Linked DNA regions of Sus scrofa: regions 1 and 2 are each linked to region 3. A link is a contact called in public HiChIP or PLAC-seq and promoter capture Hi-C data. All regions are on one chromosome and are shown on one strand. The core of a region is the stretch at or near the end of the contact, and the rest is flanking DNA. Distances in the headings are between cores, read along the strand shown.

Region 1 (3,786 bases), core at 376-2,875, 110 kb before region 3:
TGACTTGGGTTGTTGGCCTTGCTTTGTGGAGAATTTGGTGGGGCTGGACGGCAGGATGCTGGCTAAGGGTCCGGAATCACAGAGAATTCCCAAGGCCTAACTTCTAAATTCAGATTTCACAGAGTTCCCATTGGGGCTCAGGGGGTTATGAACCCGACATAGTGTTGTGAGGAGGCAGGTTCGATGCCTGCCCTCGCTCAGTGGGTTAAGTGTCTGGCGTGGCCATGAATGGCTGCAGTGTAGCTGTGGCCACAAACAAACAAAAAACCACAACGACAAATTCAGTTGTCACCAGGGCCAAAGGGAGAAACTTAGACCTAGGCCTTGACCCGAGATCTACGCCTTCAGCCTTAGTGTTTTATTCTTTAACTGGCCCCTCATTTACCACATCATAGCTCCCATCATGTCTTGGGTGCCTGGCCACACACCCAGAGGCTCTGCGCCCTCCTGGGGCCTCTGCATTCACAGTGTGGAGCGTCCATGCTTATGATCTTTTCTGGATGGGAAAAGAAAGGGGTTTTCCATGTATATTAACCTTTTCTGGAACTTTTTAATATATATATTTTTCTGTTTAGGGCTGGACCTGAGGCATATGGAAGTTCCCAGGTCTGGGGTCTAATAGGAGCTGCAGCTCCCGGCCTCCACCACAGTCACAGCAACACCAGATCCTTAACCCACTGAGCAAGGCCAGGGATCAAACCCACATTCTCATGGATCCTAGTCGGGTATGTTAACACTGAGCCATGAAGGGAACTCCTATAAAAAGTGTTTTCATTGATATCGTGGTGCAAATATATACAACCACAGTTTTTCTTTTTTTTTTTTTCTTCTAAATCCTGTTCTCTGCTACCATCCTCTGAGACAAGAGGGTCAGGAGGAGTGGCAAGCTGGGAGGATGGGGCTGGAAGAGGTGAAAACTTGTAACAATAAGAGCTAAATCCATCCGTTGTCACAGGTGGAAAACAATCACAGGCATGCCTAGACCTGGTTTGTGCCCTTCTGTGTGTGTGTGTGTGTACACGTGTGATGTATATATCTAGTCTGTGGCTGACCCTTTGTAGAAGCTCAGTAGACAGTGGCTCTTTTTCATAGGTGGGAAGGGCCATGAAGACAGGATGAGTCAGAAGAGGCTTTGGAAGCAAATATTTATTTAGGTTTTCTCTTGTTAGAGAATCTTAACTTGAACCAGTTTATGAGAATGAAGAAAAGGAAAAAAAAGGAGGGTGGGGAGAAGCCCAGATGGCTCACACTTAAACGGGGGTGGGGGTGGGGTTCCCACTGTGGCTGAGCGGTAATGAACCCGACTAGTATCCATGAGGATGCGGGTTTGATTCCTGGCCCCTCTCATTGGGTTAAGGATCCTGCGTGGCTGTGGTTGTGGCAGTAGCTGCAGCTCCTATTCGACCCCTGGCCTGGGAACTTCCATAAGCCGCAGGTGCGGCCCTAAAAAGAGAAAAAAAAAAAAAATAGCCCTAATCTCTTTGTGGTAATATTTATATGTCACCACCTCAGGTTCTTCATAAGATCCTGGGCGTGTTTCAAGTTTCCCCAGAAACCAGCAGTGGGGGTGAACCCTCTGTCCCTGGCGCCCACTTCCCCTCCTGGAACCTCAGAAGATGGGACAGCTTCTCAGTGTTTGGAAATTGCTTATTTCCTCCACCGATGACGTTCCTAGTTGTCAAAGTTTCTTTGCTGCTTTCTAGAGTCTTTTTTTCTTCTCTCTCTTTTTTTTTTTTTTTTTTTTTTTGAACACAGCTATTTTTGACGAAAATAAAAATATCCACTGCCCTGACTGCAGAGACAGCTGCAGACTCCCGCTCCTGGCCCTCCGATGACGCTCCACCGCTGGGGCCCGTCTGGGCCTGGGCTAGGCATCGGGGCGGAGGGCACTCTAACCCCAGGCCCTTCAGGTCTCCAGGTTTCCCGCAAGAACATGGGGCTACCGGCCCCAGGAGCACCTGCACGGCTGTGCCTCTCAGACCCCAGCAAGCGAGTGGGCACCGGAAGTATTCATGGCAGCCTCGGCCCAGGACATGGGGCTGCCCCTGAGCCACGAAAGTGGACTCCACCCACGTGGCCCGGCGTTGCTCTGTTTCCTCTTTGGGGAGGGATTCCCCTTCTCCTGCTACCAGCCAAGCCAGCACCCCTGTGACTCCTAGTTTATGTCACTGCATGACAAGGTCTCAGTGACCTGGCTGGTGGCCATCCTGCTCCAGCACCTCATGGGCCACTGGCCAGCTGGGGGCTGGGGGACAGGTCCCGGGGGGTGGGGGAGAGGAGCCAGATGGACAGGATGTGCCTTCCTGCTCAAGGAGCTGCTGCCTCCTCAGTGGCCCTGCCCGCCTCCATTGCTCCATCTCGGACACCGATTCAAGTTGAGTGCCCCTCCCCAGTGACACCAAGTCCTGCCTAAGTCCTTGGTCCCGGGACCATCTCTGCCCCAGGTTTGTGCTTCCTTTCGCCTGCAAAGGCGATACATCCTCATGCCTCCCCTCCCGTAACCAACCACAGGCCACCCCAGACCCCTCTCAGAGCCTGGGGTCTGGGAGCACAGAGATTTCTGGGGAGCAGAAGCCTTTGGGAGAAGCCCTGGCGGGGGGGGGGGAGGGGTTCAACCATGTCACCTTCCCGAAGATGAGCAGACTGGGGCTGGAAAGGAAGAGAAGAGGGTGGTGGCCCTGAAGCTTCCTTCCCTTCCTGGGGCTGGAGGGCACTGCTGACCTTACCCCGTGCTTTCCCCCAGCCCCCACCCCCCAAAACCAGAAACTTCTTCTCTGGCCAAGAGTGTTCCTGCCATGCTCTGAGCCCACTAAGTACTTGGGAGAGCTCCCTGGGATGTCGGGGCGACTGTGATGCTGCCTTAGGCTTGGCGTCCTGGTTTTAGCGGTGACTAAAGTCAACCCTTAGGCACAGGTGCATTTCTGGGGCCTCAAAGGGGTCCCTGGGGTTGAGCCTAAAGTCTCCCCGGAAGGTTGTACTTTGCTGCAGATTTACTCCTTGGGGCAGGACCAAGGCTCCGAGACGGCAGCATCTCTCAGCAGAAACACCAGAACGCCTCTGGGTGGACCGGGCTGGTCGCCCCCAAGGATTCTGGGCTGACGTGAGGAAATGGTGAGAGGCCAGGCCTTTCCCGGGGTAGGGGGGGGGGTGTGCCTAGCAGGGTGACACCCAAGGGCTCAGCTCCCACAGCCTCCGGTGTTGAATGCAGCGCTGCAGACGTGGCCTCGTTCCGGACCCCAGCCCACTGCTCCTAATGCAATCAAATGGTCTGTTCTGTCACCCACCTGCAGTGCCGCTAAACATGGAGCTGCCTGTCAGATGACTTCCTGGGCAAGAGGGAATGCGTGGAGGTTTTTCAATTCCAGGCACGACTTCTTTACTTCCCGCTATTAGGTTTCATCTTGATGGCCTCTCCCTGGCAAGAGCATTTTGAATTTTGATTTGTCTAATGCATTTAGTTCCCTACATCCACAAGTTTGATAAGTTTTCTAGGTCTTCATCCAGTTATTACAGAGAATGTCGGAAGTTCCCGCTGTGGCGCAGTGGGATCGGCAGCATCTTGGGAGCACTGGGATGCAGGTTTGATCCCCAGCCCAGCACAGTGGGTTTGGGACCCAGCGTTGCCGTGGCTGCAGCCTAGCTGGCAACTGTGGCTCGGATCTGATCCCTGGCCCGGGAACTCCATATGCTGTGGGACAGCCAAAAGAGGGAAAAAAAGAGAGAGAGGGAGAGAGAATGTTGGCTGGGCCACGGGCTCTGGCCTGAAATTCCCTGCAAGGTAACATC
Region 2 (3,958 bases), core at 538-3,037, 92 kb before region 3:
GGGCAGGGAGACAGGGCAGGGGGGACTGGGAGGAGAAGGGAGGACCCCCAGGAGGAGGGAGTGGCCTGAGATTGGGGGACATGTTGCAGGTTGGGGCAGGATGAAGGGGGCACGGACGGGTCTGGGTGTCTGGTTTTCCACAGGGTGGAGCCAAGAAGCAGGTGGGGAACCCTGGGCCCAGAGCCACACCCTAGATGGGGCCTTGGGAGGGTGGGCTGCAGGAAACAGAAGTCACCCAAGTGAATGAGGTCACCCAGGAGGGCGTGGAATTCAGGGAAAGATCCAGGAAAGACTCATCTTTCCTGGGGGACCTATCATGGCCACAAAGGGGACAGAGGGGGACCAAACAGAGAGGTGAGGGAGGGTGTCCCAGAAACAGGGGCGCCTCAGGGAAGAGAAGGTGCTGGATAGGATCACGTGCCGCAGAGACAGTGAGGGGACGCAGTCTGGGTGGCCTCAGTGGGAGTCTGAGGGGATGGCGGGGAGACAGCAGGATGTCAGAGGTTCAGAGAGAATGCGGTGAGGATTCCAGAACATGCTCTACGAGCCCTTTCTCTAAAGTACACAAGAGAAAGTGCAGCTTGTCTGTCTGCTGAGGAGAAGCCACGGGGGACGGGATGGGAGAGGATGAGGACATAACCAGACAAGGGCTAAGTGGGTGGAAAGGTTCTCGACAAGGTGAGAAGTGGTGGGTGGGGTACCCACAGCAGATCTCCCGAACTGGTTTGCACGTGAGAATACTCAAGCTGAAGTTTATAAAAATGCAGGTTGCAGGTCCCCACTTCCAGACCCCCAAAGGCACAGGAATGGGTCCAGGGATTGGATTGCTCGTTTCAAAAGATGAAAGAGGAATTCCCACTGTGGCACGATGGGATCAGAGGCATATTGGGAGCACTGGGACACAGGTTCAATCCCTGGCCCCAAACAATGGGTTAAGGAACCGGCGTTACCACACCTGCGGCTTCGGTTGTGACTGCAGCTCATATCTGATCCCTGGCCTAGGAGGTCCATACAGGGGAAGCAAAGAAAAGAAAAAAAATTAAAAAGATAAAAGCAACATTGCCCCCGTTGATTCTAACACACAACCAGGTTTGAGAATTGCTCTTGGAGCAGTGGAGGGATTGGCACGGCAGACACAGAATCAGAAAACCACACCGCCTGGCAGGAGATTAGTCCACGATCCTGGCCTTTCACTCTGTCCCACAGCGACCGCCACATGCCTGGGCGCTGAGTCAGGGAGCAGAGGCGGGTGGACAGGGCCCAGCCATAATATTTCTGAGGATGCCCAGGCCTTGCCAACGCTAATGGGCACAGCGGAAAATGACGGTAATGAACTGAACTGTCAACCACCAAAATCAGTGTTGTAAGGACAGCTGGAACTCAGGCACAGACATGCACTCTGCCGGGTCCCGAGGGAGGCGGCCAGGCGGGAGATGCTTAGGAGACCCCACCCCCACCCCACCAGACTCACAGCAAAGACACCAGAGCGCTTTGCAGCCACAGTCCCCTCTGGCCACCATCGCTCTGAGGTCACTGGCTTCCCCAAGGAGCTCAGGTCTCAGGCTCCAGACACAGGCAGCAGGGAGGACACGTCTGTCCTGGATGTCCCAAAGGGTCCTGGGGGAGGGCTCCCCAGCCTGGCTCCCACCGCCCCCCCATCCTGCTTCGGTCAGGCGCTGGAAGAGAAGCAGCGCAGAAGTGGGCTGGCGTGGGCACCGCCAGGAGAGGGGGCAGCTCTGCCTCCAAAGGATGGAGCCTGGGGGCTGAAATCGTCCTTCACAAGTCCCTGTCAGGTTCAGCTTTTTGCATGACTCACGTGGGAGCAGTGAAAGGCACTGGACTGGAGGGGGCAGGTCTCAAGGCCTCGTGGAACTCGGGGAGAAGGGCTGCTCCCCTGGGACCGAGGAGAGTAAGTCCAGCTGGACCCCGGGGTCACCTGCACCTGGCTCTGTGGTCATTAAGATGTGCCGCTCATCAGCGCCTGAGACCTCCACCTGGACGCCCTCCATCACTCCTCAGGGAGGGTTGGTTGAGCACAGCTCTTTTACCAGCACAACCTTGAACGTGAGCTTTAGGGGGACAGGAAGGACACAGCCGATCTGGAAGGACAAGCCACACCCTATGAAACAGGTCCCAGTGCTGACTGTGTCCAGTCCGGAGCCAGAATGAGACAAACGGGAGATCACATTCAGGGTCACACTCAACCTAATGGAATTTCACGTCTCCAACCTTGAGGGGCCATAAGAAGCAATGGAGCTTGGGCTAAAAATACACCTTCCTGGGCTATACCACCCTGAGATACTAAGTCAGCAGGCCTGGTCATCCTCGCTTTATCATTGTGCACTCATTTCAACTGGAAAGGGAAAAGGGAAGGACAATGAAGTGACTACCAATTCACAAATGATCCTGGATAAAAGCCCTAGGAAAACAGAACGAGAATAATTTAAAAGCCCACAGGGAGTTCCCGTCGTGGCGCAGTGGTTAACGAATCCGACTAGGAACCATGAGGTTGCGGGTTCGGTCCCTGCCCTTGCTCAGTGGGTTAATGATCTGGCATTGCCGTGAGCTGTGGTGTAGGTTGCAGACGCGGCTTGGATCCTGCGTTGCTGTGCCTCTGGCGTAGGCCGGTGGCTACAGCTCCGATTAGACCCCTAGCCTGGGAACCTCCATATGCCACGGGAGCGGCCCAAGAAATAGCAACAACAATAACAACAACAACAAAAGACAAAAAAAAAAAAATAAAAAAAAAAAAAAAAAAAAAAAAGCCCACAGGAGAGTTCCCTCCGTGGCTCAGAGGAAACAAAACTGACTAGCATCCATGAGGATGCAGGTTCGATCCCTGGCCTCACTCGTGGGTTAAGGATCCGGCGTTGCCGTGAGCTGTGGTGTAGGTCGCAGATGCAGCTCGGATCTAGTGTTGCTGTGGCTGTGGTGTAGGCCAGCAGCTGTAGCTCCAATTCAATCCCTAGCCTGGGAACCTCCACATGCCGTGAATGCAGCCCTAAAAAGCTAATAAAAACAAAAAGCCCACAGAGTCTCTGTGCCCATGGCCTAAGTAAGCCAAGGTCAGTCTGAGAAGATAAGGCCTTGGTCCCAGAGCAGACTCCGTGCTCCTTCTCTCATCCTGGCTCCTTTGGCTCTGATTTCTTAACAGAGGGGGCAGGAAGGGGAGAGGATGCTGGATGCTGTGTTCACACATGCTGTGGAAAGGCACTGGCTGCTTGCTCAGCCTGATAACCCTGGAGCAGAGTCAGAGGAGGCCGTGCTGGACAGGCTAGGAGGGCAGGCCCTGACCATCACAAGTGGCCGAGAGTGCGTCTCAGAGAGTGAAGGGAATCACTGTGAGACAAAGGACAGTCAGCTCAGGGTTCAAGGCCATTGGAGGTCTGTGTCCTCAACCAGAAAGTGTTCTGTATACCCAACACCGTGCTTGTCATGTCCTGGCCAGCAAAGAACTTGCAGAGATTAAACTGTCAAACCAAGACAGAACAAGGCCAGATACAACACGGACCATCCCAGGATTTGCAGTATCCTGACCACCTTCAACATTCTTCAAAACGAATCTATTGTCAGCTAACTGCATTCCTCAAGAACACAACAAAAAGGCCACCTACTGAATGGGAGAAGATATTTGCAAATGATATCTCCCACAAGGGGTTAATATCCAAAATATACAAAGAATGCACACAATTCAACATCCAAAAGACCCAAAATAAAACACACACAAACAACCCAACCCAATTTAAAGCTGGACAGAACTGGGAGTTCCCGTCATGGCTCAGCAGTGACAAACCCAACCAATATCCATGAGGACACAGGTTCGATCGCTGGCCTCGCTCAGTGGGTTAAAGATCTGGCGTTGCTATGAGCTCTGGTGTAGGTTGCAGATGCTGTGGCTGTGGCATGGGGTGACAGCTGCAGCTCTAATTCGACCCCTAGCCTAGGAACTTCCATGTGC
Region 3 (4,151 bases), core at 955-3,454:
CCACAGCAGAAATTCTCAGCAAATCTACTGAGTGCTTGGCACTGTTCAGGCACTGAGGATATTATCAAGGAGTACAACAGATTAAAAAATCTCTGCCCTGGGGTTCCCATAGCGGTTCAGCAGTAACCAATCCGACTAGTATCCATGAGAATGTGGGTTCCATCCTGGCCTCCCTCAGTGGGTTAAGGATCCAGTGTTGGCTTGGATCTGGTGTGGCTGTGGCTGTGGTGTAGGCTGGCAGCTGTAGCTCTGATTCGACCCCTAGCCCGGGAATTTCCATATACCACAGGTGTGCCCCCCCCAAAAAAAGACAGACATAGGAGCAAGTACACCTGGTCACAGATGTAGCTCCCCAATCAGCCTGCTGAACAGAAATTGATGGGTTGTTTGTTTTGTTTTGTTTTTTTGTTTTTTGTTTTTGTCTTTTTAGGGCTGCACTCACAGCATATAGAAGGTCCCAGGCTAGGGTGGATTGGAGCTGTAGCCACAGCCACAGCAACACCAGATTCCAGCCTCATCTGCAGCCTACACTATGGCAGGGCAACGCCAGATCCTTAACCCACTTGGCAAGGCCAGGGTTCGAACCTGCGTCCTCATGTATACTAGTCAGATTCGTTTCTGCTGAGCCATGACAGGAACTCCAGACACTGGTTTTACCTGCAGTTCTTGGGCAGAGGATATGTAAGCCATGGAACCACAGTGTCATCACCCATGAGTGGCCTTTAGGGATGACATAATTGTCAACGCAGAGGTTGAATGATCATAGCCTTTGATTTGGTTACTAAAATTCTTTGATTTGTTCTATCATATACTTCACTTACTCTATTCGCCATCAACATATCTAACAGCTCACTACTTAAGATTCTTGCTGGAGTTCCCCTGTGGCATAGTAGGTTAAGGATGCGGCATTATCACTGCAGTGGCTCTGGTTACCGCTGTGGTGCAGTTTGATCCCTGGCCCTAGAAATTCCACATTCCAATTCCCATGGGCAAAAAAACACCCCAAAACAAAACAAAACAGGTTCTTACCTATGTCTCACAACCTACTTGCTTAATCAATATCCATGTCTCATAAGCTACTAGCTTTCTTCTCTATTTAACAAGTTTGTTTCATCCTGTTTCTTTTTCTTGTCTCTATAGCAGAACTGAATATTCTCAAATACAACACACTCCATTATAATGATGTTTTAAATGAATAAAATAAAATGCATAGAACTTTAAAAGAAACTAGTTATATTAAAATATAATTCTCCATTAAGTAACAAGATCTAGCAGCAACAAGTTTTGTTTTTTATGGAAGTTCTGGCCCGGGATGGAATCCCAGTCGCAGCTGCCACCTATGATGCAGCTGCAGCAACTTCTTAACAGACTGTAGAAATAGGTAAGCAGGTCTCTTAACTACGGCAACTTAAGTGATGATGAACTTGATGTTGAGTGCTCTCCAACAATTATAAAGTGATATGAAAATGTCTTTGGGGAGTTACCGTTGTGGCGCAGTGGTGAACGAATTCGACCAGGAACCAAGAGGTTGTGGGTTCAATCCCTGGCCTCCCTCAGTGGGTTAAGGATCCGGCATTGCAGTGAGCTGTGGTGTAGGTCGCAGGCGTGGCTTGGATCCCGCGTTGCTGTGGCTCTGCCGGACCCCTAGCCTGGGAACCTCCATATGTATCGAGAGCGACCCAAGAAATCGCAAAAAGACAAAAAAAAAAAAAAAAAGTCTCTGATGATTGTTGCTGAGAAAGTCACAGGATTCCCAGAATCTGTACTCATGCATTAAAATTCATAGTGAAAAATGCTAGATTTCAGTTAGTTTTCAGTACCCACGGCCTGCAGATTGCAGTTAGAACCTGCCCAGGTTGACCTACCTTTGGCAGGTCAACCACATTCTGGAACCAGCCCAGCACCTCCCAGACCTGTTCGCCTCCAGGGAGAGAGGGCACACGTATTAAAAGGGGACAGGGGTGGGTTTAGTTATAAGAGCACGTAAGTGTTCCTGGGGACAAATGATTAAGAGCACTGCGGCCGGCCCAGCCAAAGAGCTACAGGCGGAGCTCCAGCCAGCATGGACCCCCAGCAGCTCCGCCTCGCTCACGCGGCAGCAGCAAGCACTAGGGAAATGCCGCCCCCAGCCCGCAGGGGGCGTGCGCGCCGGCGGCCCCGCCCCGTGAACGCGGCTAGCGGGGCGTGCCCCCCCCGCCAGGCATCAGCAATCTATCGGGAGCGGCGGGTGGTCGGCGCGGCGTGCTTGGCGGCAGCGGCGGCGGCTCTGGGCACTGGGGGCCCTGCTGGGAGGAGACAGGCAAGCAAGGCGGCGGCGGCGGCGGCGGCGGTTGCGGTTGCGTGTCTGCAGGTCGCAGCGTCAGGCTTCGGGAGCTGCATCGGCACAGGGAGGAGGATGGCGGAGTCATCGGACAAGCTCTATCGGGTCGAGTATGCTAAGAGTGGGCGCGCCTCCTGCAAGAAATGCAGCGAGAGCATCCCCAAGGACTCGCTCCGGATGGCCATCATGGTGCAGGTGCGGGATGAGAGGCCGCTTTGTGCGCGGCGGGGGTTTCCAAGCGTCCGGGGAGGGTTGGGGGAGGGCTGGCCCAGAGCCGCGGGCCAGGCCGGCCGCTCGGAGCCCGCGCTGGGCCTGCGGGCGCTGCTGCTGCCGCTCCTCCCGGCGTGTGGCCCGCCGGGTGGACTCTTCCGGAAGGTTTTGCTGATGTTGCTGAAAAAGCCCGGGAAATACGGTGTGGAGCTGGTGGTGCCTTTTATTTTGTAAAAAATAAGGAGCTGCTTTTATCCTTACTCCGGGGTGGTGCTGTTCTTGTTTCTGTTATTGCTATTCGCCTTGGAAAGAAAATGTACGTGTGGTCTTTGGAAGTTAGTTTGGTTTTGACCTACATTGCGCTGGAAGATTTTTGTCTTATATTCGTGGTGGCGACTGGCAAGTGAGGGTTTTTTTTTTTTTTTTAAGCTATTTTTGGCAATCTTCTACATTCGCTCACTCTCATTTTTTAAAATTATGCAAAGCTATGCAAGTCGGTGTCGTTTCAGTACGGTGCTCCCTCTTTGAGCTTAATTTGTGGTTTAAAATAACCTTTTCCCCAAACTTTCCAACTTCGCAGACTTGCTGCATTTGCAGCTAATCCGATTTGAGTAAGAATGGCTCCGGGGGTTCCTTATCTGGATTTATTGGCTGATTAGGGAAATCCCTCTGGTGGTCCCCGAGGCCTACAGAGATGGCCAGAGGCTGTTGGAATGAGGTGTTTATCTGGACCTCAAGGTCCCAGTAGCTTGATTTTCTCTCCCCTCCGTGAGGCAGTTTGTGTTGTTGTGTTTTTTTTTTTCCCCCCTGTATTTTTAGGGCCACACCCTTGACATATGGAAGTTCCCAGGCTAGGGGTGGAAGCAGAGCTGCAGCTGCCGGCCTACACCACAGCTCACAGCAACGCCAGATCCTTAACCCAGTGAGTGAGGCCAGGGATCGAACCTGTGTCCTCATGGATACTAGTCAGGTTCTTTACCCCTGAGCCATGACAGAACTCCCAATTTTCATGTTTTGTTTGTTTGTGTTTTGTTCTTTTTAAGGCTCCACCTGCGGCATGTGAAGATTCCCAGGCTAGGGGTGGAATCAGAGCTGTAGCCACCGGCCTACACCACAGCCACAGCAACACCAAATCCAAGCTGGTCTGCGACCTACGCCACAGCTCACGGCAACGCCAGATCCTTAACCCACTGATCAAAGCCAAGAATCAAACCTGTGTCCTCATGGTTACCAGTCAGATTCCTTTTTGCTGAGCCACAGTGGGAACTCCCCAGTTCATGTTTTAGAAATGACCAGAGAGCACTGCTGGCTTTGGGGTGGAGGGGAGTGGGTACCAAGTGTGCTTAGGCGATCTCATTTCATAACTGGGCAGGGACTGGGGTTGTCACCCTGGTGTCCTCAGGGCCACCTAGCTAAATACCTGGCACACAATACTTCTTCATTTAGTAAATACTTGCTGAGCACCTGGTAGGTTCCAGGCGTTGTGTTAGGTACTAGGGGCAGAAGGAGAGACTCCACTCCTGGGAGCTTCCAGTTGGGTTACAGGGCTGATGACTGGTAAATGTTGCTGTACAGGGGTAGGTGCCACCTGATGGAGCTCTGCACTAGGCGTCATATGCCC

What was found. Promoter capture Hi-C pulls out the DNA fragments that hold promoters and counts their contacts. HiChIP or PLAC-seq counts read pairs in DNA pulled down with a chosen protein or histone mark.
Region 1: a contact with region 3 is called in a promoter capture Hi-C map of liver, with 4 times the contacts expected there. The contact joins the enhancer-like site here to the promoter of PARP1 in region 3. A contact is called at or near these places in 1 of 5 promoter capture datasets (liver), 13 of 47 Hi-C or Micro-C datasets (alveolar macrophages, brain, embryonic fibroblasts and 7 more) and 1 of 2 datasets of contacts at active chromatin or transcription factors (skeletal muscle).
Region 2: an H3K27ac HiChIP or PLAC-seq map of skeletal muscle shows a contact between it and region 3. The contact joins the enhancer-like site here to the promoter of PARP1 in region 3. A contact is called at or near these places in 7 of 47 Hi-C or Micro-C datasets (alveolar macrophages, embryonic fibroblasts, fetal skeletal muscle and 3 more) and 1 of 2 datasets of contacts at active chromatin or transcription factors (skeletal muscle).

The regions. Positions count from the first base shown.
Region 1 is chr10:14,351,525-14,355,310 of Sscrofa11.1, reverse strand. No RefSeq gene overlaps it. Among named protein-coding and RNA genes, the nearest start is that of STUM, 58 kb to the right of the region's middle. Within about 2 kb of position 1,625, at least 8 of the 83 cell types and tissues checked have an H3K27ac peak or open chromatin away from gene starts, as enhancers often do. A contact at or near this core is called in alveolar macrophages, liver and retroperitoneal adipose tissue, where this site is marked.
Region 2 is chr10:14,330,705-14,334,662 of Sscrofa11.1, reverse strand. The region is part of intron 1 of STUM (protein stum homolog); the gene reads right to left. Among named protein-coding and RNA genes, the nearest start is that of STUM, 38 kb to the right of the region's middle. Within about 2 kb of position 1,787, at least 9 of the 83 cell types and tissues checked have an H3K27ac peak or open chromatin away from gene starts, as enhancers often do. A contact at or near this core is called in skeletal muscle, where this site is marked.
Region 3 is chr10:14,239,217-14,243,367 of Sscrofa11.1, reverse strand. PARP1 (poly [ADP-ribose] polymerase 1) reads left to right here and starts at 2,204. Exons shown (of 24, transcript XM_003357641.4): 1 at 2,204-2,515. The coding sequence starts at 2,396.